7 separate regions of the Mus musculus genome follow, and all the other regions are linked to region 2. The links are chromatin contacts, called in public ChIA-PET, Hi-C, HiChIP or PLAC-seq and promoter capture Hi-C maps. All regions are on one chromosome and are shown on one strand. Each heading gives the region's core, a stretch centred on a gene start, on an enhancer-like site or on the middle of the called end of the contact. The rest is flanking DNA. Distances are from core to core; before and after follow the strand shown. Region 1 holds the start of Tex44 (testis expressed 44). Region 2 holds the start of Armc9 (armadillo repeat containing 9). Region 3 holds the start of A630001G21Rik (RIKEN cDNA A630001G21 gene). Region 4 holds the start of Cab39 (calcium binding protein 39). Region 5 has its middle 6.4 kb from the start of Gm32700. Region 6 holds the start of Itm2c (integral membrane protein 2C). Region 7 has its middle 22 kb from the start of Ptma.

Region 1 (4,063 bases), core at 190-2,689, 270 kb before region 2:
ACAGTCCGCAGGCGGGGACCCTCGTCTTGTAGCCGGTCAGCTGGAGAGCTGCAGCCCGAGGCCAGAATGCCCACAGCCACACCCATGCGTGTGGCTGTGTCTGACCACACCAGGATGTCTGTGAGGGAGCTGATGGAGCCCTCTCCACAACCCAGCAGGCTGGTCATGGAGCGCATGTAGTCGTTCTCCACATCAGGTCTATACAGATTGGGGTCCAGAAGGTTCCTGCCCAGGGCCACCTGGTAGAAATCTGGAGAGTGGGGTGGGCTGCCACCTGGGGAGCCTGGGTCAGGTGGATCCGGTGGGATACCTGAGTCAGCAGCTGAATCCTCACTGGTCAGCCCTGGCGATCTAGCTTTGCTCCCAGGGTTCAAGGCCTTGAACCCTTCAGCTTCCTGCTTGGCCGAGTTGGTGGTAGGCGTGGGTTCTGGGTCGCGACCACTGGTATCGGAAGGGGGTGGGTCAGCAGCTCCCACCGAAGTCTGGACATGTTCAGGCAGGTTAGATAGCACGTCAGCATTTGGAACTAATACTGGCTGCCCTTCTGGAACATTCGGGTTTCCCAGTGTCTTTTCCTGGGTCTGGGAGTCACTCGGGGAAACCGTCCGGCTCCGACTTGTACGGTTGTTTTCAGCTAGCCTGTCCCACACTGGGTTCTGGAAACCCACAAACACTTGCAGGATACCTGGGTCTTGGGGCAGCAAAGATGTGGTCTCTTCAGGATTGTCCTGGCCCTGATGTGGAATATCTGGGCTCTCATCTTTGACTGCAGAAGTTGCTGTATCTGTGGAGATGGCTGGCTCTACATCTTGCCCTATGGAGGTGTCCATCTGCATGGAGGGCTGATCTTTATTCTGTCCCACAGAAGTGGCAATCTGCAAAGATGCCTGGTCTTCATCCTGTCCCATCAAGGTGGCAGTCTGTATGGAGGCCTGATCTTTATTCTGTCCCACAGAAGTGACAATCTGCAAAAATGCCTGGTCTTCATCTTGTCCCATCAAGGTGGCAGTCTGTATGGAGGCCTGGTCTTTATCCTGCTCAAAAACTGTGTTAATCTGCATGTACGCCTGGTCTACATTTTTCTCCGTGATGGTGGAAATCTGCTTGGAGAGCAGGTCCTCATCTTGTCTCATGAAGGTATCAGTCCGAATGAAGTCCTGCTCTTCATTTTGCTCTGTGGTGATGGCTTTCGCCTCAGAGGTTTGATCTACATCATGTTCAGCTAGCACTTCGTCGATGTCTCCTGGTGGGACGTCATCGGGCAGGGAGTCTGGTCCTTCGGACTCTCCGGGTAAATCTGCAGAGTTTTCATCAGCTGTGTTGTCCGAGGAGGCCTCGGGAAGATCATGTGTAGAACTGCTGCTGGCTTCAGGGTCTTCCAAGGGCTCAGCGGTCATCTATGCCCCCTGCTACTTATGGTGGTTGGGAAGGAGTGGCTTGGCCCTGCTAGGCTCAGTTGTCCAGGTGGTGAGGTCACAGCAGGTTGTGGGCAGCTGATGATGTCACAGGTACTTGTAGAGCAAGGGTCCTGAATGTCCTGAGTCTGCTGAGTGGCTGTCCTGGCGAGCTGACTATAGGTGGTGTTGCATAGCCAGAGTAGTGGGTACAGAGGAAATGAAGAATAACTGTCTTGGTTTAAGATGGAGATACGTAGGTAGGTGCAGATGCAGCCGCAGGGCTGTGAGTGGTTTCGGGAACTGTACTTTGGGGCATGATACAGGAAGGTAATGCTGAGTTTGAATTAGTAGGTTTTAAACTTATTTTGGGGACAGGGGATCAGTGCTCTTGTTATGTAGTTGAGGCTGGTCTCCCACTCTGATCTTCCTGTCTTAGCCTCTCAAGAGCTAGGATTACAGACATTTGTTATACCAGGTTATCCCTCCCACCATCTCTCTATTCTATTGGGCTACTTCAGGACCCCAATTTCTTTCTTTCAGGCCGGTCTTTCTTTGGTAATTTTTCTAGCAATGAGGAGGAATAGTGGAGGCCAGGGCCTGGGCGGCATCTAGGCTGGCTATCCTTAGTGCTAGAGTTAACCTTTTGACACAGGACAATCTACCTGCTCATCTGGGCTGGGAGGGCAGGGCACCACTAATGGGTACAGACTCCAGGGCAATCCTAAGAAGAGCTTGGTCCCCAGATAACCCCACTGTATGAAGAAGGTAGCCGGGGACTGGGTTTGGCTGAGTGTAGCGCACTTGCCCAGCATGCTCTGGTTCCATCCCCAGCATTGGAGTGGATGGTTCTATTTGTGTGTTTGTGCTCACCCTAGTTGCCAGGTTAGGTGTAGTTCCTGCTCCTGGGGATAAGAGGAGATGCAACCATCTGATGATGCCCCTAGGGACCCCAGCATCCCTAGGGAGAACTGGGTCTATGTTTATATCTTCTCTCCTAGGGGCAAGGCTGTGGGTCCATGACTGCCCCACTGCTAGGCACAGCCTCTTGGGGAAGCGGAACGCTGGGAGTTTGACTGCCTTTATTCCATGCCACCGCCACTGTGACTGCTGCCGGGGCTGAGACACCTCCCGGGTGGGAAAAAGCTGGAGTTGGTTCAGGGGTCCCTGGGCCTGCAACGAGGCCTGGGCCGTGGGGTTCTCAGACTCTTAGACATCCGCTGGGAGTTTCAGCAGAGCAGAAAACAGAGTCGGGCTGTGGGCTGGGGACAGTGTCTAGCCTGGGGTGGGGGGAGGGGAAGGGGGAGGAGCTCCGGCTTGTCCCAGGGGGTGATATTGTCCTTAGCTTGGTGGAGGCAGGCTTGGTGGCAGTTGTGGCTGAGAGCACAGAGAGACCTTCTATGGGAGAATTAAGCTGCGGCTCTGTAGTTGAATGCCTTCCCCATGGCTCCCCACTGTGGCTCTTGTTGAAAGAGACAGTCCACAGTTCTAAACAGTTTATTGGCTGTTCATGGTGGAAAATGGATGTGTACTGTATCCACTTCTCCGGGTGGACCTGAGGTTAAATACCTTTTGCAGGGAGGAATGTCTGGGAAGGGAAGCTTATTGGCTAAGTCCTCCAGGCCTCTAGGTACCTCATTAGCATGGAGAACTCAGTTTTGGGGAGGGGGGAAGGAGGGGAGAGGGGAGGGATGGAGGGAGGGAGAGAGAGAGAGAGAGAGAGGGAGAGAGAGAGAGAGAGAGAAAGAGAGAGAGAAGAAATGCAATTATACTCTTGGGCCAGGTGGTGGTGGTGCAAGCTTTTAATCCCAGCACTCCTGAGACAGAGGCAGGTGGCTCTGTGAGTTTGAGGCCAGCCTGGTCTACATAACAAGCTCCGGGACAGCCAAGACTACATAGTAAGAAATTTTCTTTAAAAACAACAAAAGATAATCAATGGTCTGTGGTGGAGGGATGCTGGCCAGTATGGTAACTGACTTACCATGCCTGTAGATGCAACCTAATGGCAGCTCTGGGTCACACTGTAGTAGTTCCATCACAGAACACAGGCTTCCCCCTCTATCCTTCCTGTGTTGTCTCCCATTCTGCCTCTCCTGGTCCCCTGTCCCTGGCTCCTTCTCTGAAGTGATGGCTTAAATTGGGGCTGTTCCTTACAGGCCTACGTATTTGAGCACCCAGTCCTCAGCTTGTAGGGTCGTTCTGAAGTCTGTGGAGCCTGAAGGAAGTGGGGCTTGGCTGGCAGAACTAGGTCCCTGGCACAGGGTCTTTGTAGGTCATGCTTACCCTGGGTTCCAGCCATGCTCTCTCCTTCCTGTTTGCTGTGATGTGAGCAACTGTCACCATGCCACCTGTCATGATACACAGGCGACATGTCTCTAAAGCACCAGCCAGAACAAGCTTACCCTTGAGTTGTTTCTGTCGAGTGTCCTGTCCTCCAGTGTCCCCCTCTTTACCCTCCCTGGACCCTCGGCTTTCCTCAGCTCCCTCCACCTAATTTCCTGAGATAGGCCCCACATCATGGGAACTGAGTGGAACTGTATAAAAAACTCTTCAACGAGATGTGTGTGTGTGTGTGTGTGTGTGTGTGTGTGTGTGATATGATGTGTTGCACACAGGGGTGTGTAACAGTGAGTACACACTTCTTTGTACACACAGAGGCTATAGGAGGA
Region 2 (4,222 bases), core at 1,558-4,057:
ATCCTTTCAAACTGGAATTACAGACCATATAGTTTGCCACCATCTAGGTACTGGGATGCAAACCTGGGTCCTCTGGAGAGAGCAGTCAGTGCTTTGAGCCACCGAGCTATAATTGCTGCATTTTAATTTTCATCTTAAAGCTTTATTCATTTTTTTTATTTTTATGTGTATGAGTATTTTGCCTACATGTATTATGTGCACCACATCCATGCCGGGATTCCACAGAAGCCAGAAAAGGGTGTTGGGTTCCCCGAGACTAGAATTCCTGATGGCTGTAAGTCCCCATGTGGGTGTTGAGAATCAAACTTGGATCCTCTGGAAGGGCAGCCAGTGATCTTAACCTCTGAGCCATCACTCCGGTCCCACTACATTTTAATATACATGTTTTGAGGATCTGAGTTCCAATCCCAGGACCCACAGAGGATGACTCACAAATGCCTTCAACTTCAGCTCCAGGAGATCCGGTGCCCCCCTCTGGTCTCTGTGGGCGCTCACACACAATGCAAACAGACGTACAAACATAAACACACAAATAATCTTTAAAAAAGATGCTTTTCTGTGACTGTGTTTCATGTAAATACCTCTTTCACTAATCCAAGTAATTCAGACTCATGAGCCAGGATATCCCCCATGGTGAACGGTTACTGGGAATTCTCACAGCAGAAACCTCTACGAGTCAAAAAAAACAAAAAACGAAGATTAATTTAAGCCACTGTGAAATCACAAGTGGGTGGCTGTGGTGGACACAGTAATCCCCAGGACCTGTGACTGTGGGGCAATGGGAGGTCACATGACCAGGGGGATTTAAAGGTACAGGTAGCGTTAAGAAAACTAATCAGCAGTCCTTCTATCACAGAGATAAGCCTGGATTAGTAGTGCAAGAGAGTCCCTGAGGAAGAGGTGACAAGATGCAGAAAGAAGGTCTGGTCACTTCAGGTTTTGAAGAGAGTCGAGAGTTAAGGCGGTAAGGCAGGAGCTGGGATGCAGAGCACTGTCCTCTAGCTTGTCCTGAAAGGAACAGGCTGCCAAGGCCTGAATCTGGCACACTCATCTGAGTTCCCTTAGTAGAGGTCCGATCAAATTCTTTATGTGGCTCTCCACCAGATATGCTGGCAATCGCAAGGGAAGGGTGTCATGCACACATGCCTGTGACCCCCACACATGGAGGTGTTTCTGGGAACCCACAGATGGAAGCAGACTCCTTAGGCCCATCTCTCTAGGCCCTTGGTAGCTCTCCACTCATCTGACTTGAACCACACTGCCAAGCGGAAACTCCCTGATGCCCACAATATACCTGCCCTCAGGGACCTGCATAACCACAGTCCTGTCTGATTTGATGCTCTTGCTGCAAACATCTACATCTTGTTAGGTCTCTGCTTAAAGGTACCCACCCAGAGAGACTTGGGAAAACACCTCTTCTGGCCCATTACTCTCCAGTCGTCTGTGCTGTGGATTCCCAGAGGAACTCCCCACTGGTTGACTTCAATGTCCTCTCACTGATGCTCCTGCATCAGAATCCCCTTCATAACTCAAGGCAAGCATTGTGTGTGGCGTTAAGCCCCAAGATGCCTGTTAGACAGCCTGGTTCAGACAGGCCTGGAGCTGGATGGAAAGGGATTCAGGGAATCCCAGGTCACCATCTCATTAGAAACAGAGTAATGGTTTGAAGAAAGGGGACGGTAGGAACCACACTGACTAAGGCAACGTGTCAGGGTACCAGGAATTCTGAGTTCATGGAGGCTATAAGGATGTACATAAGATGACAGCCAGTTAGTTAGCAGCACTCCTCCATGGCCTTAGCATCCATATCGGCTCACACAACCGGGATCCTGTCCTGCCTCACTTCCTTTGATGAACAAAGATGTGGAATCTTAAGCAAAATAAACCCTTTCTTCCCCTATGCTGTTCCTGGTCATACTACTTCATCACAGCAAGAGAAACCCTAACTAGCACAGTTTCCCATCTCATGGGCAAACTCACAGTCTCTCCAGAGCTAGGATTAAATCTATGCTGATATTTCAGGAGAATGTGCAGGAGTTGGGCCTCTCCTTCCGAAGTGTGGTTCCTGGCGTTCCAAGTCATCAGGCTTGGTCAGCAAGTGTATATCTCTTGTGAGTTCAAAGCAACCCTTGAACCCTCTGTGTTGGATGGATGTCCTGTCTCCTTAGCTCAGTTAACTTAGACCAAACAACCTCTGGGCTAAGGATCTACCTTGTGAAGAAAGAAGTAAACTGTTTGTAGTGTTTTGCATGCGGTGACGATGCCATCTCTCCATCAGCGAGAGATTCAGGCCTACAGCTGGCTGGATAAGGAGAAGATGAATTTGTCCTGCAAATAACATGCTTCCACTTAGATTCAGTGAAGTCTGAGAGTGTCCTGGGCGCTGGGAAGGAAGACTACTAATAAACTATGGGGGCGGGGGAGAAAGAGAGAGAGAAAGAGAGAGAGAGAGAGAGAGAGAGAGAGAGAGAGAGAGAGAGAGAGAGAGAGAGAGAGAGAGAGCGCTAAATGCCCCAGGCCACGAGATCCTGCTGCAGATGCTCAGCGAGAAGGCCCGGGGCCACTCCAAGTCCACCCCACCGCAGCGCAGCGGAGTCGGGGGCTCCTGGGGGGAAGCAATGGGATGCTCAAGCGGCCGCCTCGGGCCCTGGCCAGGAAGGAACCGGGTCCGACAAGGCGAGCCCTCCATGCAATGATCCCAGGGCTGTGTCAAGGGTGCAGTCGCAAGGAGGGCCGCGCTTACCTGCTGCAGGGCTCTGCGCTCACTCCTCCAGACCGCCAGCTCGCCGGCCGTCACCCGGGCAACCGCTACCGCTAGCCGAAGTCACGTGAGGCGACTCGGCCAATCTTGCTGGGCGAAGACGACGTGGAGCATCCTGGGAGGGAGAGTGGGAGGTACCATACGTGGTGAGTACCGGAAGTGAGGCCGTACAGGCGTGTGGCGTGCGGGTGACTTTAGTCTAGACTGCAGACGAACGATAACTCAGATCTGCCTATGTAAGATCCGAGCACCACACTTTCACCTACGACAGAGTCTTCCGGGAAGTATTAGAGACACTTTTGTCTTTCCCGTATGAATTTAGGTTTGTAAAACAAAACAGATTCGGAGGCCAGCGAGATGGCTTAGAGCTAAAGGCGCTTTCCTCCAAGCCGGACGAAGGGAGTTTGATTCCAGGGCCTATTTATTTAGTAAAGGAGCGTGCATTAAATACTACTCAGAATTCTGGCCAGCCCACTGCCCTGCGTGTATTCAGAGCTACTACTCTTTAATCTCTGGTCCAAAGTCAGTGCTTAAGGCCAGAGAAAACCCTTCCCTTCCCCTCGGAGTGCTGAGGCTTTGTGGTAGAAGTCTCTATAGTACCACTTTCCAGGCCTTCAAAACGTGGGAGCTGCGCGGGGCGTGGTGGCGCACACCTTTAATCCCAGCACTTGGGAGGCAGAGGCAGGCGGATTTCTGAGTTCAAGGCCAGCCTGGTCTACAGAGTGAGTTCCAGGACAGCCAGGGCTATACAGAAAAAAAGAGGTGGGAGCCTCCCAAGGCTGTCCAGAGGACTTGAGAAGGGAGGTGCCCTCGCCTTTGAAGAAGGAGGAGGAGGAAGAGGAAAAAGGAGGAGGAGGAGGAAGAAAGAAGAAGCAGCTGCTCTAGGATGGGCAGAGGCCCTGTCTCCTGAGCTCTCTGCTCTGTCAATGCTCTTTGAGTTAGGATGTCTTCTAACTAAGGCTATATTTAGGAAGAGAGTACTATGTCCTATGTCCTGTCCAGGTAATATAGCTTGAAAATAATTTCCCCTAGAAGTATTCTCAGTTAACTGTGTGCCAAGTGTTATCAGATGAAATATAGAACAGCCAATTTTATTTACATTTCGGATAATTTTTATTTGCTGAATACGCCATATTTGTGCCCAGCATCATTCTAAGTGAGTCACATAGGTGCTCTGATTGATTCCTGTGTCTCCAGGATGAATAACAGGCGGGCTCTGTGTTTTATAGGTGAACACTGTTGTGCTTTTCCAGAATTCTGTGCACCTGCAAAACTGCTGCAGTCAACACCCTTGTTTCCCCAAATAACTCATCTTTTGTGTTCTGGGAAGGACCCATAAAACTGTCCACTCTTCCTCATGAATCCCATGCAACTCAATTCCCAGCTAGCAGCTGGTCCTCTTGTTTACCCATGGCAACACCCATTCTGTGTCTCCTAGTTGATTAGTAAAATTTAGAAACA
Region 3 (3,606 bases), core at 693-3,192, 420 kb after region 2:
TAACTTTAATAAGATTTTTAAAAAATGTTGTTTCATGTTGTTTTGCCCGTATGTATATGCACCATGTGTGTGCAGTATCTGCAGAAGCCAGAAGAGGGCATCAGATTCTCCTGGAACTGGAGATACAGATGATTGTGCATCACCATGTGGGTGCTGGGAACCAAACCTGAGTCTCCCACAGGAGCAACAAATGCTCTTAACCACTGAACAATCCCACCAGCCCTGTAAGGAAGTTGTTTTAAATAAGGAAGTAGTACTAGCAGAAAGAGATCAGAGTTTTTCTACAGAGGAGTCGAGGAACTATGAAGCTCACCCAAGACCGTCCTGTTCCTCCCTGGTTGAGGTCTGCTTCTGGTTACATGAAAACCCCAGCACTTCCCATTTGGACTGCTTCAAAGCTTTCAGTATCCAGGCTGGCCAGATAAAATCCCACAGGCAGAGTTGCAGGTATTAGCAAAACACAGCATTTCTTTGCAGGGGTGCCACCCACATATTCGGACACCATAGCTTGAACACTATCACATCTGCTGGAGCTGGCTAAAGTCCCTGGCAACACCAGAGGTTTCATTTAGTGATAAGAAAGGACTCGGTTTAGTAATCACCTGGGCCACAGAGGAGCTGGCTAACTGCTTTTCCTTCTTGCTTGGTGTCTTCTCTTTGGTATCATTGTTTCTTTTTAGTCTCTGCAAGACTGGAGGGGATCAAGAGGAAGGGTTGGGCTTAGAAAAGGCTTTTTTTTTTTTTTTTTAATACTTCTGGTAAGGCTGCCCCTACCGCCCCCAGCACAGCTGTGGCCAGTTTGTTCCATGCCAGCCAACTAAGCAGCTAAGACATATCATTGCTGTAATGTGCCTGCCAGTTATTGATGCAGAAAAAACGACTCCCCTCAGAGCAGGGCCATGCTGACCACATACTCTGTTATGTTCTGTACGTTAAGAGGTTTGCTAATCTTAAGATATTCCACAACTATAAGCTTCAGGTAGGACTCATCAAATTAAAGGTCAATACGAACTGTTATGTCTAAAATGGTTTGAGTCAGGGCTGACTACTGGGCAGCACTTCTAGGTCCTGCCTGTGAACTCATTGTGGGTTTTGCAGTTTTATTTGTTATAAGTCTCTCCTGAGAAATGTCCAGTGTGTATCTTTGAGCTGTCGTCCTGGCGGATGAGTCTTGTGTTCAATAAGCCATCCCTGTTTAACTGAGATAGGTGTTTCTGTGGTTTGTGGGGCGACTCCTGGACCCCAACAACTTGCTCCATTGTAATTTTATATTAGTACTCTCTAGAGTACTCTTGCATGGTGATCACTTACTGGGGAATATTTTGGTGATAGCTCCACGAAGTCTGACATTTCTGGGTGTGGTGATTTGAATGAAAATGTCCCTCTCTCACGGTCTTAGGTGGTTGGGTGTGAGGTTTCCAGTCTAAGGTGCTGTTTGGGGGAGGATTAGACATGGTGTACCTTGAGGAAGTACATCTCGGAGTTTTGAGGTTTCGAAGGCACACACCGTTTCCAGTCCCCCACCCCCATTCCTGCAGTAAGAGATTCGAGCTCCGTTGTTCCTGTACCGTGACTGCGGCTGATTGTTTCTATTCTCTGCCATGTTGGACTTTTACCCCTCTGGAACTGTAAAAGCCCAAATAAACTCTCCTTTACGATGCCTTGAGTGTGGTATTTTATCAGAGCAGCAGAAGAGTAACTGCTACAGGTCCCACCTTCAAAATATTTCATTATGTGTAAAGCAAATATCATCAAATCTCCAAAAGCTGGAAAGCTAAATATGATTATGGTCCAAGTGGTTTCAGGCTGAAGGCCTCTCAACCTGTATTTCTAAAGGTGCAGTAACCAAGTGCTACCACCAGAGGTCAGGATAGACTTTGCAGAGACCCGAGAGAGGGAACGTGGTACAGGGAGACACAGAGGAAGTGAATGCAAATTTCACTAAAGTTTTCCCTAAACCCACCCCAGATCGAGGTCCTAGCTTTCGCTCTGCTTTCTGTACTTGCTACTGACCACAATTGACGCCCGCCGTGAGGAAGGCTGAAGGTGTCCCCTGCGGACTCCCCCAGACCCAAGGTAGCTAACTGGGGAGGAGGTGGAAGGGTGTTTGGGATGAAGTGAGGGAGAGGAGGGAGGGAGGCCTTGACTCCCAGAGGACTCCTTAAATGAGTCTATGAAATAGCCCGATACCAGACAGATTAATGCACCACAGAGAGCAAACTTATTAACGAACAAGAGAGGTGCTTAAGCATTCTTTTGGAAGGGGAAGGGGTGTTAGGCAGCCTGTGAAGTGTTTTAGGTGAAAACAAACAGATAGAATGGATGGTGGCTTGAGACAGAGTTTCTCTGAGAGAGCTGACTTCTAGCTTCCTCTCCTGGCATGAGACAATCACTCTTCTATGGAACTCTCAGGGAAGCACTGCTGTAAGGGAATTCTCTCAAAAGACCTGCCTTTAGGCAGAAGAGGGCTTTCAGAGAAAGTCTCCAACACGTGCTGTTTCTCCTTGCTCATCTCAAGGGTTCCAAAGTGGTACACTTGGGCTGCTATGTCCTGTACTCCTTCCTGTAAGAGGGTCAGGACCGGAGCCATTTACGGACCAGCCTCAGGGGAGCACCCAGCCTGAGGTCATATCCTTCAGGGAGGGAAGGGGTGGAGTCTGCCCCCAGGGGGCCACTGCTGATTTCCCCTTAGTGCCCTGCGCTGCTCCTCCTGGGGTAGGGTTGTGGTTGGCGGGGGTGGGGGTAAGGCTAGGAGGTGGGGGTGGGGGGCAAGCAGAGGAGGTGCCACTTGCTAGCCCCTGAAGCTGTCTATATGTGTTTGCTCATTTTTATCGCACCGGCAGTGTGGTTTGGGATGGACCAACTACCGTTCAGGAAAGGACATTAGCAAGTTCCTGCTTCTAGAGGAAGAGCTAAGGGCTAGGATGAAGGCTTAGCACTTCTTTGTCCAAGTTTAATTCCTGGTTTCGTTTTTCTGTTAAAAATCGTTAAATTTCAAAAGTGTACTCAGACCCTGACTTTCCAGTTCAGCCCTGCCCACATCCAGTCGTGGCCTAATCGAGGGAGGAGGGCAGGGACCCCGGAAATCTTTCTTTGCCAATACCCAGCATTGTTTTGGAGAGACTGATTCTTGGTAGAAGCTATAATCCAGCAGAATAGAAAGCTGGGGTGATCTGCCAAGCCTTTGCTCCGACTGGGTCCCATTTTGCCTTTGTCCAGCTATGTCAACACTATCCAAAACAATTACTGATTCAACAACCACTATAGAATTTCCAACAGCCCTTCCCACCATATTCTAATAGTTTGGGCTTTTCCGGCCCACAAAAATGGAGATGCTGAACCTCAGAGTCGTACGGTACTGTAGGGGCCCCTGAAGAGCCAGAACGGTCTTAGGGAAGAATACAGATAGATGGATGAGTTACCCTTTCCATCTCTGAAACACTTCAAACCTGCAGTTCCCAAGGCAGTGGGGTGCTCTGGCGTGGGGACTAACAAATGGACTGAAGAGAGATACATGAGCAGGCATAGATAGTGGGTTTTCAGCAGGGATGTTAAGACTAAACTGAAATGTTTAATGCTTTTGAATTTCATACATAGGTACTGTGT
Region 4 (3,879 bases), core at 254-2,753, 360 kb after region 2:
AATTTAGGCACCTCTTTTAATTACTTCAGATAAGCACGCATCTAGTGACACTTTCTACAAAAGGTATTTTCCTTGGCTTGGACATAGATTTACTTAAATATCCCGGAAGCTGTCAAAATCGACCTCAAACTGCATTATATTTAGGAAACAATGCTAAGTCCTGACTGTGGCCTTCTCTGCTCGCCTGTCTTTCTCAAGAGCGCCTTTAATATGCCCTAGCATACATTTCCGGCCTCATGAGTCACTGAAAAATGAGTTCTAAGTTTTCCGTGGAAGGTCGTTCAAACAGCTCCTCTACAGCATTCAAAGATCTGACTCCAAATGCCTCTTTAGTCTACCCCACCTATCACGGCACCCGGTGATGGAATTGGCAACATTCGCATGCTCTTTGTACCTTTGTCCTCCAGCTTTGTTGCCCCTCCACGCCCTTCTCCACTGCAACCCCCTTCTCCCGAATCCAATCGAGTCTTCTAGACCCGGTTTAGCACCGCCTCGCCCAGGAAGCCTCCCAGGTTCGTGGGAAGGCGGAAACGATCGACAGGTCCAGTCACCCCGGAGCACCTTTCTAGCAATTGGTAGTTCCTAAACGGAACTTATCTATCCCCCTCCTGCCTGGTATCTTAGCTATTTGTGTACTCGTCTTATCTCTCACATCACCGCGTTAAAGCTCCCCAGGGGAGGGCACCTCCCGGCCGGGTTCACCTCGGAGTCGCTCCGGCACCGGCACGCAGTCGGCGTTTTGGATTGCTCCAACCGAACCCGGGAACGCGCCGAACGCACAATTCCTAGCCAGAAATCAGTTAGGCATTTTCCTGAAAGGTCCCCTACAAAGATAGTGTCAGCGTCCCGCTAACAGTGAGGCTACGCGGAGCCCAGGGCTAGGTGCTCGGAGTCCCCGGAGCGGCGGGAGTGACAGCTGGCCGGGCCAGCTCTACCCCGGTTAGTTGTAGCCCCGGCCGGCAGGCCCCCGGAGCCTAGTACGGGCGAGGACAAGGGCGGCGCCCGGAGCTCCGGCTGCTCCGGGCCGCTCCCGCCGCCGCCACCCGGGAAAATGGAGGCGGGTCGGGCGGAAGCCGGCGGGCGTCCGCGTCGCGAGCAGGGCCGGGCCGGGGGATCACTCACCGGGCTGGGCCGGGCCAGGGAGCTCCCTCTCTGCTTCGTCTCCGTCCCCGTCCTCGGCCGCCGCCGCCTCGGGCTGCTCGCTCGGTCCCCGCGGCGCGGCTCGGACGCTCCGGCCCTCCGTTGTCCTCCGCCCGCAGCTGCTCCGGGCGACGGGCTCCCGCGGCGGCGGCGGCGGCTGCGCGGGCGGACGGTGGCCCAGGGGTTCCTGCTGTGGCCGCCGCGGTGCTGCGCTCGGTAGGGCTGCGGCTGTGGCCGTGAGGTCCCGCACTGCCTTCGCCTCTGAGGTTGTCTCAGCCTTCGCGCGGCTACTGAAGCCCCAGACTCTCTCAGGCCGCGCGGCTCCTGGCGCCCCGCGCCCAGCTCCGGCCTGAGCCCGGCTTTGACGTGCGCACTGCGCAGCCGCCGAAGGCGGGACGTCGGGCGGCGCCGCAACGCCCTCTGCGTACTCGGGCGCCCCCGGACGGCCGGGCGGACTCGGGACGCCTGAGTCGCCGGCAAGTTGAAGAGCTGGGGGCACTGAGAAAAAGCAGAAGGGGAGCTGGAGTCGTCGTCTATGCGCCCCTTACTTGCTAGTTCCTGGAGGAACACAGTCCACTTCCTCAAGTCTTAAAACTTTACATCTGCGGAGGGCTCAAAACTGTTCAAATGGGTTCTTTCATGCTTGGGCAGAACCTGTAACTTCACTTTGGCATCTCCTGACAGGGGAAAAAAAGTGATGAAATATTCCAAAGAAACAAGATCCAACAAGGGTACATATCCTACTTTTTCCAAAGTGGATTTTAGTGGTGCATGCCTGTAATCCCAACACTGGGAGGTGAACTCAAGAGAATTAGGAGTTCAAGGTCATCCTAGACTTCACAGGTTTAGGTCAGCCCGGGCTGTGTGAAAAACTCTGCCTATAGATAGATAGGGAAGCAAGTTCCATGAAGAAAGAAAGAAAGAAAGAGAGAGAGAGAGAGAGAGAGAGAGAGAGAGAGAGAGAGAGAGAGAGAGAGAGAGAGAGAGAGAGAGAGAGAGAGAGAGAGAGAGAGAGAGAGAGAGAAACAAGTGCCATGAACACACACCCAGAGGAATAAAATAATGCATTACAGAGATCTAATGACAGAGTCTGGAACTCAAAAATGCTACATGTGTGCTCCTTTGCTATATGCTTAACAATGGGACAGGATTTTGGACAGCTACAGTGTGCTAAGGAAGTGGTTTCCTGAAGGAAGCAAGGCGATGTGAGCCTCCTGTGAGAACTTCAATACTTGAGAGAAGCAAGCTATCCATAGGATTTGGAGCAGGAAAGGGCCAGGCTTTGGCGTTTTAAAAAGGTCGTGATCAGAGGCAGGCGAATTTCTGAGTTTGAGGCCAGCCTGGTCTACACAGTGAGTTCCAGGACAGCCAAGGCTACACAGAGAAACCCTGTCTCAAAAAAAAAAAGTCGTAATCACTGTTACTGCGATATGAAGATCAGAGTGAAGGGCCGGAGGAATTCCACAAATACAGTAGACGGGGGTTGCTGACACCCTATAGTAGGGCTCGGGGGTATAGCTCAGGCTATACTATAATTATGGTAGATTCTGGATTCAGTCGTGGGTAGTTTGTATGCACACAAAGAAAGCTGAGACAAAGATGAGGGAGATAGAGAAGATAACACGTATGAAGTATCCATAACAATAGAGAAGATCACTCAGACATGGGCTCAAGCCGATAGAAAGTCTCTATTACCAGCCAGTGACTACTCTGGGTGTTTGGGGTTCAAGTATAGTCCTGAGCCTTTCTCAGGTGAGTTTGTTTGTTTATTTATTTATTTATTTTACAACTCAATGGCTCTCCCCGCCCCCCTTTTTAAGTACACACACACACACAAAACCATATCCTGGCTTGTCACACCTCGGTTAGCAAGAACAGTCATCCAGTCTAGTTGCAGAACTACAAAAGCCAAAAAGCAAGATTAGTTCCTTTATGGACTTTCCCGGAACTATGGACTTTGATGGATTAGGTCTTTGTTCTCTCTTGTTTTTGGCAGGTATTGCTGCCTCTATCCTGGGTCTCAGGACCTGAATGGTACTTTCATCATGGCATCTGTTGTGCTAAGGTCTGGAAACCTGTTACACTATAATCCTAGTTCTAGCAAAGCAAAGACTGTAAATTTGAAGCCAACCTGATCTAAGTAGTGAGTTCCAGGTTTCTAGCGCCACATGGCAAGATCTTGTCTCAACACACCACCCCCTTTAATTTGTGTGATCTTGTTCGTATATGTATGTGTCTGTGTGCTCAAGCATGTGTCAGTCAGGTATAGTAGTAGTGCACACCTATAACCCTAGCCCTTGGGAGTGGTGGGGGGAAAATGAAGAATTCAAGGTCATTCTCGGTGATATGCAGTGACCAGACAGATATGTGGTGTCAAGAAACAAGCAAACAAAACCATTAGCATATTAACACTTAAAATCCATTCAACCAAGCATAGTTCATCTTGGACATGTTGAACACTTCTAGGGAAACTAGCCAGACTGGTGAAATTTCCCTTGCAAAGGGCCAAAGGCTGCACCTACCTTCTACCCACAGTTACAGAGAGAAGATGCCAGACAGCTTTTGATGGCCTCTTACAGAATCGGGCTATTTTCCATATTCTTCTATTGGGGACGGGAGGGCTCTGGAAAGCTGTTTCTACTAAACTATTTCTCGGGCCATGCCACTTTCTGGAAAGTTCTGCATCTTCATTTTGAAACATTCTCAGGGGGCCTTTGTTTTCCTGTGTGGTGGCCACAG
Region 5 (3,747 bases), core at 68-2,567, 290 kb before region 2:
CTGTCTTTCTCTCTTTCTCTCTCTCTCCTCTTCCCTCCCTCCCTCCCTCCCTCCCTTCCTTCTTTCCTTCCTTTCTTTTTTTTTTCCAGAACAGGGTTTCTCTGTATACAAGCTGGTCTTGAATTCACAGAGATCTGCCTGCCAAGCCTCCCAAATGCTGGGATCAAAGGTGTGTTGTGCCACCACCAAAAGTTTTAACTTTCTTTATCATAATGATTTTTAAAGAGTTTTTGCAGGTCATGCTGGCACACACATTTACTCTTCTAACACTTGGGAGGCAGAGGCAAGTCCGGTCTACATTGGGACTTCAAGGCTAGCCAGAGCTACACCAAGATCCTGTACAGCACCCCCCCCCCCCAACAACAACAACAACAACAAAAGGACAGGTGGTAGTAGGGCATGTCTTTTAATCCCAGCACTCAGGAGGCAGAGGCAAACCAATTTCTGTGAGTTCGAGGCCAGTCTGGTCTACAGTGTGAGATCCAGGGCAGCCAGGGTACACAGAGAAATCCTGTCTTAAGAAAACAAAAAACAAACAAGCAAAGAGGACTGGAGAGATAGCCCAGTGGTTAGGAGTACTTTCTGCTCTTCCAGGGGACCAGGATTCAATTCCCAGCATCCACCTGGTGGCTCATTCCAGTCCCAGGTTATCCAACAGTGCTCAGACATACATGAAAGCCAGATACCCATAAAAATTAACTTAAGAAAAAGAATTTGAAAAGGGGGTTTAGGAGCTGGAGAGATGGCTCAGTGGTTAAGAGAGAGGTCCTGAGTTCAATTCCCAACAACTACGTGGTGGCTCTGTAATGGGATCTGATGCCCTCTTCTGGTATGTCTGAAGATGGCTACATAGTATGTATGTATGTTGTGTGTGTGTATATATATATATATATATATATATATATAATTTTTTTTTTTTAAGAATTTGAAGCCAGGCAGCCACCCAGCACTTGGGAGGCAGAAGCAGGCAGATTTCTGAGTTCGAGGCTAGCCTGGTCTACAGAGTGTGGTCCAGGACAGCCAGGGCTACACAGAGAAACCCTGTCTCAAAAAACAAAAACCAAGCCAAAAAAAAAAAAAAAAAAAAGAATTTGAAAAGAGATAAAGAGAGTTTGGGATGCGGCTCCGTGGCAGAATGTTTACCTAGCAAGCTTTAACATCCTAGGTTCAAAACCCAGCATGGAGGAAAAAAGAGTTTTCCCTTCCTTCTCTCCCCTCCCTCTCTCCCTCCTTCCTTTCCTTTCTTCTCTCCCTCCCTCCCTGGCATTCAGCATCATGAATCACTCCCCAGCTGCTAGAAGCCTGCAGAGGAGTGCATTAGCCCGTGAGCTGTGTCCTGTACTGAAGCCAGGGGCCCCAAGGAAATAGTGTAACCCAGTCGTCCTTCTAGAATGGCCTGCCAAGTCTCAGAGGATGAGTGAAACACCACCCTCGGCCTAGAGGTCAGATCAGAGCTGGGAGTCACCAAATCTCGAGGATTCAACAGAAAAGTGAGAGAATGAGGGTTTCACAGAATCTGGGACATTCTAGACTCTAGACAGGGGAAAGGGCAGTTGTATGCTCCCAACCTCCACTCCCCACATGTTCTGGGATATTTCTCTTCAACCTAAATGAGAAGGAAACATGGGTTCTGCCCAGAAGACCGGGAGAGCAAACTGGAGTGGAGGAACAAACACATATACAAGTTCCCTTGCCCTCGGGATGAGGCTCCCACCAGCCCCAGGGGAGAGACTGCAAGCTGAAGTAAACAAGTTCCAGAGAAGGAAGCAAAACTCCAGGCAGTCTTCCAGGAACCCTGTCAGACTTGAGAGGTGCCTGGAGGCCTTCTCCTCGCTGCCCAGATGCTGGGTGGGGGCTTTCCATTGGCGGATTTCAAGCGCCCTGGAAATTCTGAGTGGAGATAGCGGAGGCCCCAGGTGCAGAGCTGAGCCCGAGCAGAAAACCCTTCCGCGATGGAGCCAATGAGAATGCGCGGTGCAACCCTGGCCAAGTTCCAGGCTCCTCAGCTGGGGGCGCTGGGCAAGAGTTGTACCCCTTTCTTGGAAAAGGGGACTACCCAGAGAAATGAACACAGGGTTCACCGGGTTTGCCTATGATGGCCAGAAGTGGGGGCGGGGTGGGCTGTTTTCCATGGCAGTACTCCTTGAGGTCCTATTGGGTGGGACTATCAACAGTCACTGAACAGCCTATGTAATCAGCTCTAGATAGTGGGGGACAGCAGGGTTCAGGGTAATAAAGCCCAGTTGTATGTGCCCATAGGGCACTTGCTTTGTACCTTGTTGCAAAAGTCCTCCAAGGTTCAGATAAATCAGATGCTGAAATCTGTGATCACTGGCACAGGATTCCCCCCACCCCACCCCACCCCCAGTTCAGACATTTGACTGCAACATATAACGCTAGCCGACATTAACCATCACAGGCTGCTGAAGCTTCGGCTTAATCCCAGCACCCCATCCCCAAAGCCTCCGCTCAGGACAGGTAAGCCAAGTCAGCCGATGTCCTCTTTAGACGAGAATGTCAAGTTCAGGGGACATCACTAAATCAGATACCCCCACAACTTTGTGGCTTTTGCTCATATATATATATACATACATACATATATACATACATACATATAATATATATACATATACACACACATATATAATATATATATAAATACACACATATACACACACACACACACATATATATATATATATATAGTGTGTATGTGTAGGACTGGGGGGCTATGTTTTAAGTTTGTATATTTCCTAACACCTGCCTGAACTCACGGCAAGCATTCATTTCATAAACAGAGACCTTTGACGGCTGCTGTGGGTCCTGTTGAAAAATAAGGACAAGGAGGCCTGGTCTTGTGTGAAGAGGGTGGGTCCATATCTCTGGTGATGTCATCAGACTACTGGCCTCCAAGAAGCATGCTATTCTGTGTTGTCCGCATCTTACACCTAACAGGAGACCTGGCACTTAGTCAGTAGGCAGTAGGAACATAGTGGGAAATGACTAGCCTTATGATTGACAACTGGGAATTCAAAGACGAAGTGGTTGAACTCTCGTTCCAGGAGGAACCAGTGCCCTCTTGTGACCTCCACAGGTTCCAGGCATGCATATGGTACGGTACACATATGTACATGCAGGCAAAACACCCATATACATAAAATAAACATACCTATAAATAAATAGGAGAGGAAAGATCTGGGCTAGGTATTTTGCAAGGCTACAAAGTATGGCCAAGGCTGAGGTCCTAGCTAAAGATCCACTAGAGAGCTGGGTGGTAGCACCTGCCTTTAATCCCAGCACTGGAAGGTAGAGTAAAGGCAGGTGGATATCTACGAACCTGGTCTACAGCTAGTTCCTGGACAGTCAAGGCTACAAAAAGAAAACCTGTCTCGAAATAACAATAAAAGATCCTCTGGGGAAAGAAAAGTTTCTAATCTCAGGACTGTAGGCAGAATTTAGTACAGGCTTTTAGGCTTTTGTTTGCTTTCTTCCCCCCAAGCCCTGACCTCCTTTGGTTTGTTTGAGACAGGGTCTTTCTCCATAGCTCTGGCTTTTCTGGCACTCACTATGTAGAACAGGCTGGCTTTAAACACAGAAATCCATCTGCCTCTGCCTCCCGAGTGCTGGGATCAAGGGAGTGTCACCACGCCCAGCTCCTGTGAGCCACCTTCCAAACCCTGGACCCTGGGCCAGTTTCCTGTCTGGTGGTAGCTGGACCTTTATTAACATGACTACATTTTGTTCAAA
Region 6 (4,232 bases), core at 544-3,043, 260 kb after region 2:
GCTGGGACTTCCTTCTTAAGGGGGCGATAATGATATTCCTGAGTTGTTCAAGTTAGTCCTTCCGGCTCCTTAGATCACCCTTAGACCCATGGCTTTAGGCAGCTGGGTTCCAGTTCTATATCTTCACTGGGTACCAACAGACAATCTGCCACTTATCAGTTCCTGGGCCCCCATATCCAGACTAAGAAGAAGAGAGGAGGGACCTTCTTGGAAGTAATAAGGAAACTTAACCCCAGGGCAAACTTTTCAAACTGCAAAACAAAGTCAAGTATGGGGTGTCCCTCTCCACCTAGGCTTCAGACACCCTTCAACCCCCCCCACCTGGTTGGCCAATGAATTCTTGTTGGTGTCTGAATTGCTCGGTGCTGTAGTGACTAGAACAGAGCTGCCTGAGTCCCTGGCATCACCGTTTCTGCTCAGACTGGCCCACTGCATGACCCCCTCTTCCAGATCATTCCCCACGAGTTCCTCATATATGCCCAGGCAAAGGCAGAATCAGAGCTTCAAAACTTGATCCGGGAGGAGGAAGTGGAAGGGGCTTTTTTAGGTTCGGTCTGGATCGAAAGGCCCGGCTTGGTGCGCCCCAGGACCGCTGGGGGGCGTGTGACAGTGGCCATGAAAACACCCTTACTGAAGCAAAATGAAACTCGGCTGGGTCCGCTTTTCCGTCACCAGTCCTTCCAGTCAGTGACTGCCACGAGTCCTCCCCGACACACTCCACATAGCATAGTTTTCCATGGCGGAAATGACCTGGATCCCCTCAGCCAGGGGAAGGCGGGGCACACCAAGGCCAGTCCACACAAAGCCAACTGAGTGACTATAGGGATGTCTAGGGCACTGGGGCAGTAAGGAGCCCACTCAGCAGATGGTAACAACGTAGCTGGAAGCCAGAGAAGGAGCTAAGAAGTAGGGCCCGCAGGTGTGAAATGGGAGAAGGCTCATCACTGACTTAGGTCTGCCAGTTCCAACAGTAACCTCCACCCACCACAGACCCCATTTGAGGACCAAAACAATGGCACCTCCCTTTCGTTACTAACCAGAGATTCCCCAACCAAATTCCCCAACCAATCAGGCCTCATCACCTCCCCCCTTCCCGGCCCCGCTTTGGGGGAAACTACGTTCAACCCTCCTCCCCTCCCCCACTCGGGGACTGGCTTCCCGGCCCCTGCCCCTTGATTGGAACCAGACGCAAACCTTCACCAACATTCCCCAAACTTTCATGGGTCCGCCACCTTCCCTTATCTTGGAACTTCGCGCCCAGAAGCCCCCACTTTTGGAAAAGACCCTGTGTGCGTTCCCACTTAAGGACCAGTTCTGCTTTCGACTACCGCTGTGGGGAAGGTCCTGAGACCCTTTCCCAGATGCGGATGGAGCAGCCTTTTCAGACCTCTCATCCCGCTTCCGCTCGTGACTCTGAGGTACCGCTGGTCGTGGCGGCCACTGGGGAATGCCTAGGTCCCTCGATGACCCCCCACCCCCGCCCCGCCCCCATCTGAGACCCGGAGCCTCTCACCCTCGCCGGCGTCAGCAGGATCTCCGCGGCCGGGGCAGATGCCGAGGCCGGACCAGACGCCGCTGCTTTGTCCGCTTTATCAGCCTTGATGCCCGCTACCGCGGGCTGGAAACTGATCTTCACCATGGCTGCGTTGACCTGCGCCTGCTCCCTGCAGCCCCTGCCAGTGCAACCTCGATCGCAATGCCTGCTTCTTGCTGCGCCGCAGGCACCGGAAGTTTGGATGGCTCCGGAGTCCTCGCCTCTGTCCCCGCCCCGAACGCGTCCCGCCCCGCCTTCCAAGGAAGGACCTGACGCCTGCGCCGAACTGCACCGGGCAGCACTGTAGCTGAAGAATGCTGAGATTTCCTTCCACCTCTTGCTTATATTCATTCATTCAGTCGTCGCGCAAGAGCTTGGACCCCTTCCTTCTCCCTGCCCATGACTAGCATCCTCACATGTAGTTTAACACGACGTTGCCTGGCAACGTGCTTCTAACAAACTGCATCTCCCTCCTCCTCGATATCTTTGATTATGTTGAGAGAAGACGCAGAGTAACTAACTGTTCTAAGCTTTCCTCCTCCAACATGTGTTAGGCTGGAAAGGGGCATCAACTCCAGACGCCTAACTGCTTGCCTCTATCCTGAATTCTAAATCCATCCCCACCGCCTTCATTCTCCACCATGCATCTTTCTCTATCCTTCATCCTGCAAAACCTTCAGGGAGTGGAGGTGGGTAACTTGAGGTGCATAAGACCTACAATACCTTGCAGGAGTGGAATCGTGACTGGAAAATATGACAAGAATTACGGGGGGCTGGGCCAGAGGTTTTGGGTTCCAGTCAGGACTCTGCTCCTGCAGTGTATCACCGGGTATTAGGAAGAAGCCAAGATTTATGTTGCAGGGCCATCTCTTGACAACAAAGTCCTAGATCTCTCCTCGCTGTTCCCAATCCAGGCTGTGATAGCACCGAGCCTGCCGTGCTTGGCGTCAGTTCTACAAAGGTGCTGGTAATGGGGGCCGAGCATTCTGCTGGCGTATTGAGGACAGTCCAGTAGGCTCTGCTGCCCTCTCCTACCTGTCACGGCTTGGACAGAGTTGCCTTAGGCACTAGACCATTGTATCTCGGTTTAGATCTTGTATGAACCAGGCAGTCCAGGAGATACATAGCTTAAGGCAGTAGAATATAAATGGTAAAATGTATAATGGTAAAAGATGTAAATGGTGCGAAGGCCACTGGCACTGCAGGAATTGAGAGAATAGAGAGATGCATTACATGCAGGAAAGGCAAATCCATTACCAGAGTAGATGCTTACTTTGGTAAGGACTAAGCACTACCCTTTCTATGAAAGAAGCGGTCCAATGTAGGTGACCTGCCACCAGGGTGCTGGCTGGCCAACTCAGGGAATGGTGGCCAGTGACGGTCACTGCTGGTGTGGCAGATCTGGCACTCAGCTGCAGCTGTTACCAGATCACTTCAATGAGTGGAAGTCCATATTGCCAGTCCAGGTATAGTTTCCATCTCTATCGGCATGGCCGCTTGTTCATAGGCCCATTGGACAATGACAGGGATGGCTGGGGAAAGAGGCTGACTGTCCACAGAACGGGCCATCTGTCTACTGGAATACTGGACTCCTCCCCTGCTGAAGTCACCTTTTGATGAGCACTACATAGTACACAGGCATGTCACATCCTCTTGCACGCGCCGGACTCGACCAGCAAGAACGACACTGCAACAGGATCTTTCTGCACACATTTATTGGGAGAGCTTGATTGCAGAGGTGAAGAGACCCCAAGCCCAGAACTGGTGCTGCTTATATAGGCCTAGAAGAGGCGTGTCTCACACACGGATTGGTTATGCACTAAGCCTCATTTGCATGTTCCTCATCTGATTGGCTACTCTCTCTCTCTCTCTGTACCTCACAGAGCCTCATTATCATACCTCATTTGCATGTCTCACATCTGATTGGTTATACTCTCAAAGCCTCATTATCATGTCCGGGCCAGGCAGTGTCTTTGCAAAAAACTTTACTGCATATGTACACATTGGTTGTTTGTCCAAACTTATGCATGGTGGCCAGCAGTAGTCAGTGCCACTCTGCAATGGCACATGTGGCTTCCCACAACATCCTTTGCCTTTCTGTAGAGATCTAACCACATACTTCTTCCCCAGATGTTTTTTTCTCACTAATTTTCCATCATGCACTTCTCAGATCCCTCACTGTCCAGACAATCCATTGGCTACAGCCCATGAGCCAGTGAACAAGCACATATCTGGACATTTCTCTTCCCAAACAAAACGTACAACCTAGTGCGCTGCCTGAAGTCCTGCCCGCTATGACGATTTCCCTTCCCTGATGTCTTCTGGGCTGTCCCAGAAAGAGGCTGTGATGATGCAGCTGGTCACTCCTAGAGTCTGCTTTGTGGAGAATCCTCAGTAAACAAGACCCTACTCTTCTCTCCAGTCTGCCACAGGCACCACTGTAATTTGAGTAAGTTCGCACTAGTGAACTTACATTCACTAGTGATGCGTTTTCCAGATATTTCTGTTGCTGTGTGTGGCTTTCTGAGTTTCCTTAGGGCTGTTTTAGCAAGGCACCCGATGAAGAGATAGGAGAACATTAGCAGACCCACAGACCATCATCTTTCTATCTGTCACAGCTTGTGACCCAAGTATAACCACCGTGCTCACTTCCTGCACGTTATGAGCCTTGATTATGAAACACACACACACTTCAACA
Region 7 (3,707 bases), core at 699-3,198, 350 kb before region 2:
CTGGGCTCTCCCCTAGGAGTGTCCAGCCTCTCTGTCCAAGGATAGCCATTTTGCCCACTCAAGCTCTCTCTCTCTCTCTCTCTCTCTCTCTCTCTCGATCTCTCTCTCTCTCTCTCTCTCTTTTTTTTTTTTTTTTGGTTTTTCAAGACAGGGTTTTTCTGTTATAGCCCTGGCTGTCCTGGAACTCACTTTGTAGACCAGGCTGGCCTTGAACTCAGAAATCCATCTGCCTCTGCCTCCCAAGTGCTGGGATTAAAGGCGTGAGCCACCACCACCAGGCCCACTCAAGCTCTTTAAGGACCCTGTGCTGGGTCCTCCTCCTTCCTTCCTCTTGGTGGTTGATTTCAGGTCTCAGCACTCTGGCTACAGATACTCATTACCCACCACCCAGCCCCAGGCTTCTAGCACTGTGTTGTGGGCAGATTTATGCACTGGCCAGAGCGGGAGGGCCAGCAGTGGGCCAGTCATACTCTGGACAGCCTCTTGAGCTGGCAGAGGCCCCAGCCAAGCCATCACCCTGTCCCTTCCCCCACCCCTTCACTCATTATCAACTTAGGGCTTGTGTACAAACAGCAGCTGGCCTCTTTTGTCAATCTCTCTGCCCTCCCTGCTCCTCCCTGCAATGCTTCCCAACTGGCTCCTCCAATTCCACCCCCCAAGATGACTTAGAAGCTAGAGCCCTGGGGAATCCTTGAGAGGGAGGGAGGCAGCTCCTGTTGTTCTTGGTCCTAAGTTTTCCTTCAATTTGGTGATATTAATCCATCTGGGACACCATAGGAACCAGGGAGGGCAAGGAACCAAAGCAAAGTCAAAAAGGCGGCTATAGGCAAGAAGCATGTATCACTCGCCCTTATGCCTGTTTGCAGAGCATGTTTGCAGAGCCAAACTGCCGCCGGGTCTGTTGTCCTGACTGTGCTCAATGCCCCACATCTTTGTAAGGGGACACGTGGAGATGACCTGCTGCTCCCTTAGACCCCTAGTAAAGGCTTCAACAAAAGTAATTCTACCCGTCTACAGGAAAGGCAGGCAGAGCTATATGGCAGAGAGCCCGTTGTCAACGCCCAGGTTTTGGAGCCGGAGGAACACGAGCTGTTCAGCAGAGGACAGGAGTCCGCCTGGTCAAAAGATGTGTGGAGGCAAACAGTGCACACCTTTAATCCCAGCACCCAGAGGCAGAGGCAGGTGGGGTTCGTGGCCAGCCTGGTCTACAGAGCGAGTTCCAGGACAGCCAGGGCTATACACAGAAACCCTGTCTTCAAAACCAAAAAAAGCAATAAAGGTGACAACACTGTAATCGACCCCATTTTGCAGATAAGAAAACGGTGGCTCCAATTTAGTCAGAGAGAGAGGAACCAAGTCTCAGGAGGAACCAAGGCCGCCAGTGCCGTGTTAGAGATGCTGTTGAAGTTTGGAAAGCCTGAGACTCCACGGTGGGTTGGCCCTGCCTTGATCTGTGATCCCCAGGTCAAGGTAACCGAGTGGGTCACAGTTAAGGATATCCTAGACTCTCTGACAAAAGAGGACCTGCGAGAGGCACCTGCGACTTCCAGGAACGTCACAGGATGCACACCAAAGACGGCCAGGAGTTCGCAGGCGGATGGATATGAGAGCTGTGCATGGGAAAACCCCGCCAGCATAGGCAGCGCAGCTGAGGGCGAGGAAGGAAAGGTGGAGCCAGAGCTGGACCTCTGCCCAGGTCCCGTGCTCCTCCGTGCCGCCGCCACCCTACCTCCCCGCCCCAAACTAAAGCCCGCCTTCCAAAACGCTTTGTCCGGACCCTCCGGAACCACTCAGGGCAGATGAGACTGTGTGCAAGGACACGAACAGGCCACCTGACGGCGAGACCAGGAGGCCCCCTAGCGGGCCCAGCTACGCGGCACATGGCCTGGTCCGCGCGGGCGGAAGTCCTACGGCCGGAGACCCGCGGCTGCCACCGGGCCAGCGGGAACAAAGGACACGGCGGGCAGAAGGTTGGCCGAACGGTGATTGGCGGCTGGTGGGGAGTCCGGGCCGAGACGGGATTGGTTGCGGCCTCGGCACCAGCCCCGCCCCTCGAAGCCGAAATCTGAGCTCCTAGCAACTCCCCCGCCCCCGGGCCCCCCTGTGCGGACCTGCTCCGTAGGCGGCCATCTGCACCCGCGAGGGCGCCTACACAGGCGTTGGGCTTGCATCCCTGCGGTACCCGGAGAGCTATGTACCAAACTACCCGCCCTCCTCCCTGCTGCAGGAAGGGGGTGTCAGGACCGTGTAGCGAGTTCCAGACACCGCCTCCTGGAGAAGCTCGACGGCCACTGTAGTGACAGGGTGCACGCGTGAAGAGACCGGATCCCGGGAAGCTGTCCCGAGGGTGGTGGCTGTACTGGGAGAAGGGCCAGAGAACAGGGATCACTCAAAGAGTGGGGGCCAGGGTAAGACAAGGAAGTGGAGGAGGCCATAGTCTGAAAGTCAAGTCAGGGAAGTCTGACTGGATGGCCCTGTAAGTCCGAGAGTAGTGATGGAGCTCTACCCCCAGAACCCCAGCCAGGCTTGAGGCACGAGGGAGAGCGAACCAGGTTCCTTTACTAGCCAGGCCACCGCAGAGTGGTTAAGAACATGAGGAGGGGCCTTTCTCAACAAGGTTCCCCTTTCCCAGATGCTTAAGAGGTGAGAGGGGTGGGGCTCTGGGCCCGGCCACCAATCACAGCCTCTACTCCACTTTGAATCTGGGTTGGCGGGCGCGGGCTGCAGGCCGCCAGGTGTGCTGGGGCCCTCTTTGTCCCCACTTCGTCTGCCCAGGCACGTCCCATTCCACCCCCATCCTTCAAGAGCCCCAGGGCCCGGTCTTGCTGGTTCCCCTCTTCTCCCCGTACACCATCCCCCCCTTCCCGGTAGGAACCTAAAACTGGACTCAGGTCAGGGTACCTTGCAGGCTTGGTGACCAGTCCTCTAGAGTCCTCTTGTACAGGGATCATAATCCACTAGAGGCAGGCAGTTTCTCCACAGCTGGCCACCAAGGGCCTGATGGTGCAGGGGTGGAGGTCGGTCGGGGAGGAACTTTATACCAAAACTCCTTGAAGAAAGAGAAGGCCAGGGAGACTCAAATTGGTGAGTTAGATCCCCAGGACTCACTCATATAATGAAGTTAGAGAACTCAGAAATTGTCCTCTAAACATGGTCTCTATAGTGGGTGTGTGTGTGTAAATATTTGTAAAAAATACGCCTTTTTTTTTTTTTTTTTTGGTATAGAATAGAGTTTATTCAGGTCATCGGAGGGGAGTTAAAAGGCTAGTAGAGGCAGAGGAGAGAGTAGAATAGTAGAGGCTTGCCGTGACCACGTGCTGAGGGGGGAAGGGAATGGGGAGGGAGGGAGCAAGAGGGTAAGAGCAAATAGGCTCTTTTTAAACCCCAGGGCTACTCCATGCATAAGATGTGTATGCCTGTCTAGCCACACACAAGCCCCTTAAGGCTGTGGTTCCTCAGCTGTGAGTGAGATGTGGGGTTGTGTTCCAGGCTGCTGTGAAGATTAAGTGGGATCCTGAGGAGGGATCTTTGTTAAAGGGAAAGCCTGCAATGTGCTCAAGTATGCATAGGTTACCAGAGCCCAGACGCATGCGAGGAGCCAGAGCCCAGCAGCCAGCCAGCCAGCCAGGGTGGGCCTCAGCGCCTGACCTATCTCAGAGGGAGAGGGTGCCAGTAAGAACTAAGCCAAGTCCCATGAATAATCCCTG

Evidence for each region. Promoter capture Hi-C pulls out the DNA fragments that hold promoters and counts their contacts. A called contact is a pair of places that touch in the nucleus more often than the background predicts. ChIA-PET counts read pairs in DNA pulled down with a chosen protein or histone mark. HiChIP or PLAC-seq counts read pairs in DNA pulled down with a chosen protein or histone mark.
Region 1: a contact with region 2 is called in a promoter capture Hi-C map of neural stem cells. The contact joins the promoter of Tex44 here to the promoter of Armc9 in region 2. A contact is called at or near these places in 8 of 39 promoter capture datasets (the C10 cell line, HPC-7-derived erythroid cells, cranial neural crest and 5 more), 3 of 484 Hi-C or Micro-C datasets (LSK cells, cerebellum and regulatory T cells), 4 of 115 datasets of contacts at active chromatin or transcription factors (the 230-238 cell line, effector CD8 T cells, embryonic stem cells and 1 more) and 4 of 9 other capture datasets (adipose tissue, embryonic stem cells, liver and 1 more).
Region 3: a contact with region 2 is called in an RNA polymerase II ChIA-PET map of memory CD8 T cells, with 11 read pairs. The contact joins the promoter of A630001G21Rik here to the promoter of Armc9 in region 2. A contact is called at or near these places in 1 of 484 Hi-C or Micro-C datasets (CD4 T cells), 1 of 115 datasets of contacts at active chromatin or transcription factors (memory CD8 T cells) and 1 of 9 other capture datasets (pancreatic islet).
Region 4: a contact with region 2 is called in a promoter capture Hi-C map of pre-B cells, with 3 times the contacts expected there. The contact joins the promoter of Cab39 here to the promoter of Armc9 in region 2. A contact is called at or near these places in 2 of 39 promoter capture datasets (liver and pre-B cells), 1 of 484 Hi-C or Micro-C datasets (uterus) and 1 of 115 datasets of contacts at active chromatin or transcription factors (memory CD8 T cells).
Region 5: a FOXA1 HiChIP or PLAC-seq map of pancreatic cancer cells shows a contact between it and region 2. The contact joins the enhancer-like site here to the promoter of Armc9 in region 2. A contact is called at or near these places in 3 of 39 promoter capture datasets (the C10 cell line, HPC-7-derived erythroid cells and pre-B cells), 2 of 484 Hi-C or Micro-C datasets (LSK cells and regulatory T cells), 5 of 115 datasets of contacts at active chromatin or transcription factors (the 230-238 cell line, effector CD8 T cells, embryonic stem cells and 2 more) and 1 of 9 other capture datasets (pancreatic islet).
Region 6: a contact with region 2 is called in a promoter capture Hi-C map of second pharyngeal arch cranial neural crest. The contact joins the promoter of Itm2c here to the promoter of Armc9 in region 2. A contact is called at or near these places in 10 of 39 promoter capture datasets (the C10 cell line, the HPC-7 cell line, cranial neural crest and 7 more), 2 of 115 datasets of contacts at active chromatin or transcription factors (effector CD8 T cells and memory CD8 T cells) and 2 of 9 other capture datasets (adipose tissue and pancreatic islet).
Region 7: a Hi-C map of CD8 T cells shows a contact between it and region 2, with 4 times the contacts expected there. The contact joins the enhancer-like site here to the promoter of Armc9 in region 2. A contact is called at or near these places in 1 of 484 Hi-C or Micro-C datasets (CD8 T cells), 2 of 115 datasets of contacts at active chromatin or transcription factors (embryonic stem cells and pancreatic cancer cells) and 1 of 9 other capture datasets (liver).

The regions. Positions count from the first base shown.
Region 1 is chr1:86,423,705-86,427,767 of GRCm38.p6, reverse strand. Tex44 (testis expressed 44) reads right to left here and starts at 1,439. Exons shown (of 1, transcript NM_027966.1): 1 at 1-1,439. The coding sequence starts at 1,397.
Region 2 is chr1:86,153,365-86,157,586 of GRCm38.p6, reverse strand. Armc9 (armadillo repeat containing 9) reads right to left here and starts at 2,807. Exons shown (of 25, transcript NM_030184.2): 1 at 2,744-2,807; 2 at 582-669. The coding sequence starts at 632.
Region 3 is chr1:85,734,942-85,738,547 of GRCm38.p6, reverse strand. It overlaps A630001G21Rik (RIKEN cDNA A630001G21 gene), which reads left to right and starts at 1,942. Exons shown (of 6, transcript NM_177055.3): 1 at 1,942-2,076.
Region 4 is chr1:85,791,065-85,794,943 of GRCm38.p6, reverse strand. It overlaps Cab39 (calcium binding protein 39), which reads right to left and starts at 1,503. Exons shown (of 9, transcript NM_133781.5): 1 at 1,123-1,503.
Region 5 is chr1:86,446,086-86,449,832 of GRCm38.p6, reverse strand. No RefSeq gene overlaps it. Among named protein-coding and RNA genes, the nearest start is that of Gm32700, 6.4 kb to the right of the region's middle. Within about 2 kb of position 1,317, at least 128 of the 459 cell types and tissues checked have an H3K27ac peak or open chromatin away from gene starts, as enhancers often do. A contact at or near this core is called in pancreatic cancer cells and pre-B cells, where this site is marked.
Region 6 is chr1:85,892,071-85,896,302 of GRCm38.p6, reverse strand. It overlaps Itm2c (integral membrane protein 2C), which reads right to left and starts at 1,793. Exons shown (of 6, transcript NM_022417.3): 1 at 1,514-1,793. The coding sequence starts at 1,639.
Region 7 is chr1:86,502,487-86,506,193 of GRCm38.p6, reverse strand. No RefSeq gene overlaps it. Among named protein-coding and RNA genes, the nearest start is that of Ptma, 22 kb to the left of the region's middle. Within about 2 kb of position 1,948, at least 425 of the 459 cell types and tissues checked have an H3K27ac peak or open chromatin away from gene starts, as enhancers often do. A contact at or near this core is called in CD8 T cells, embryonic stem cells, liver and 1 more, where this site is marked.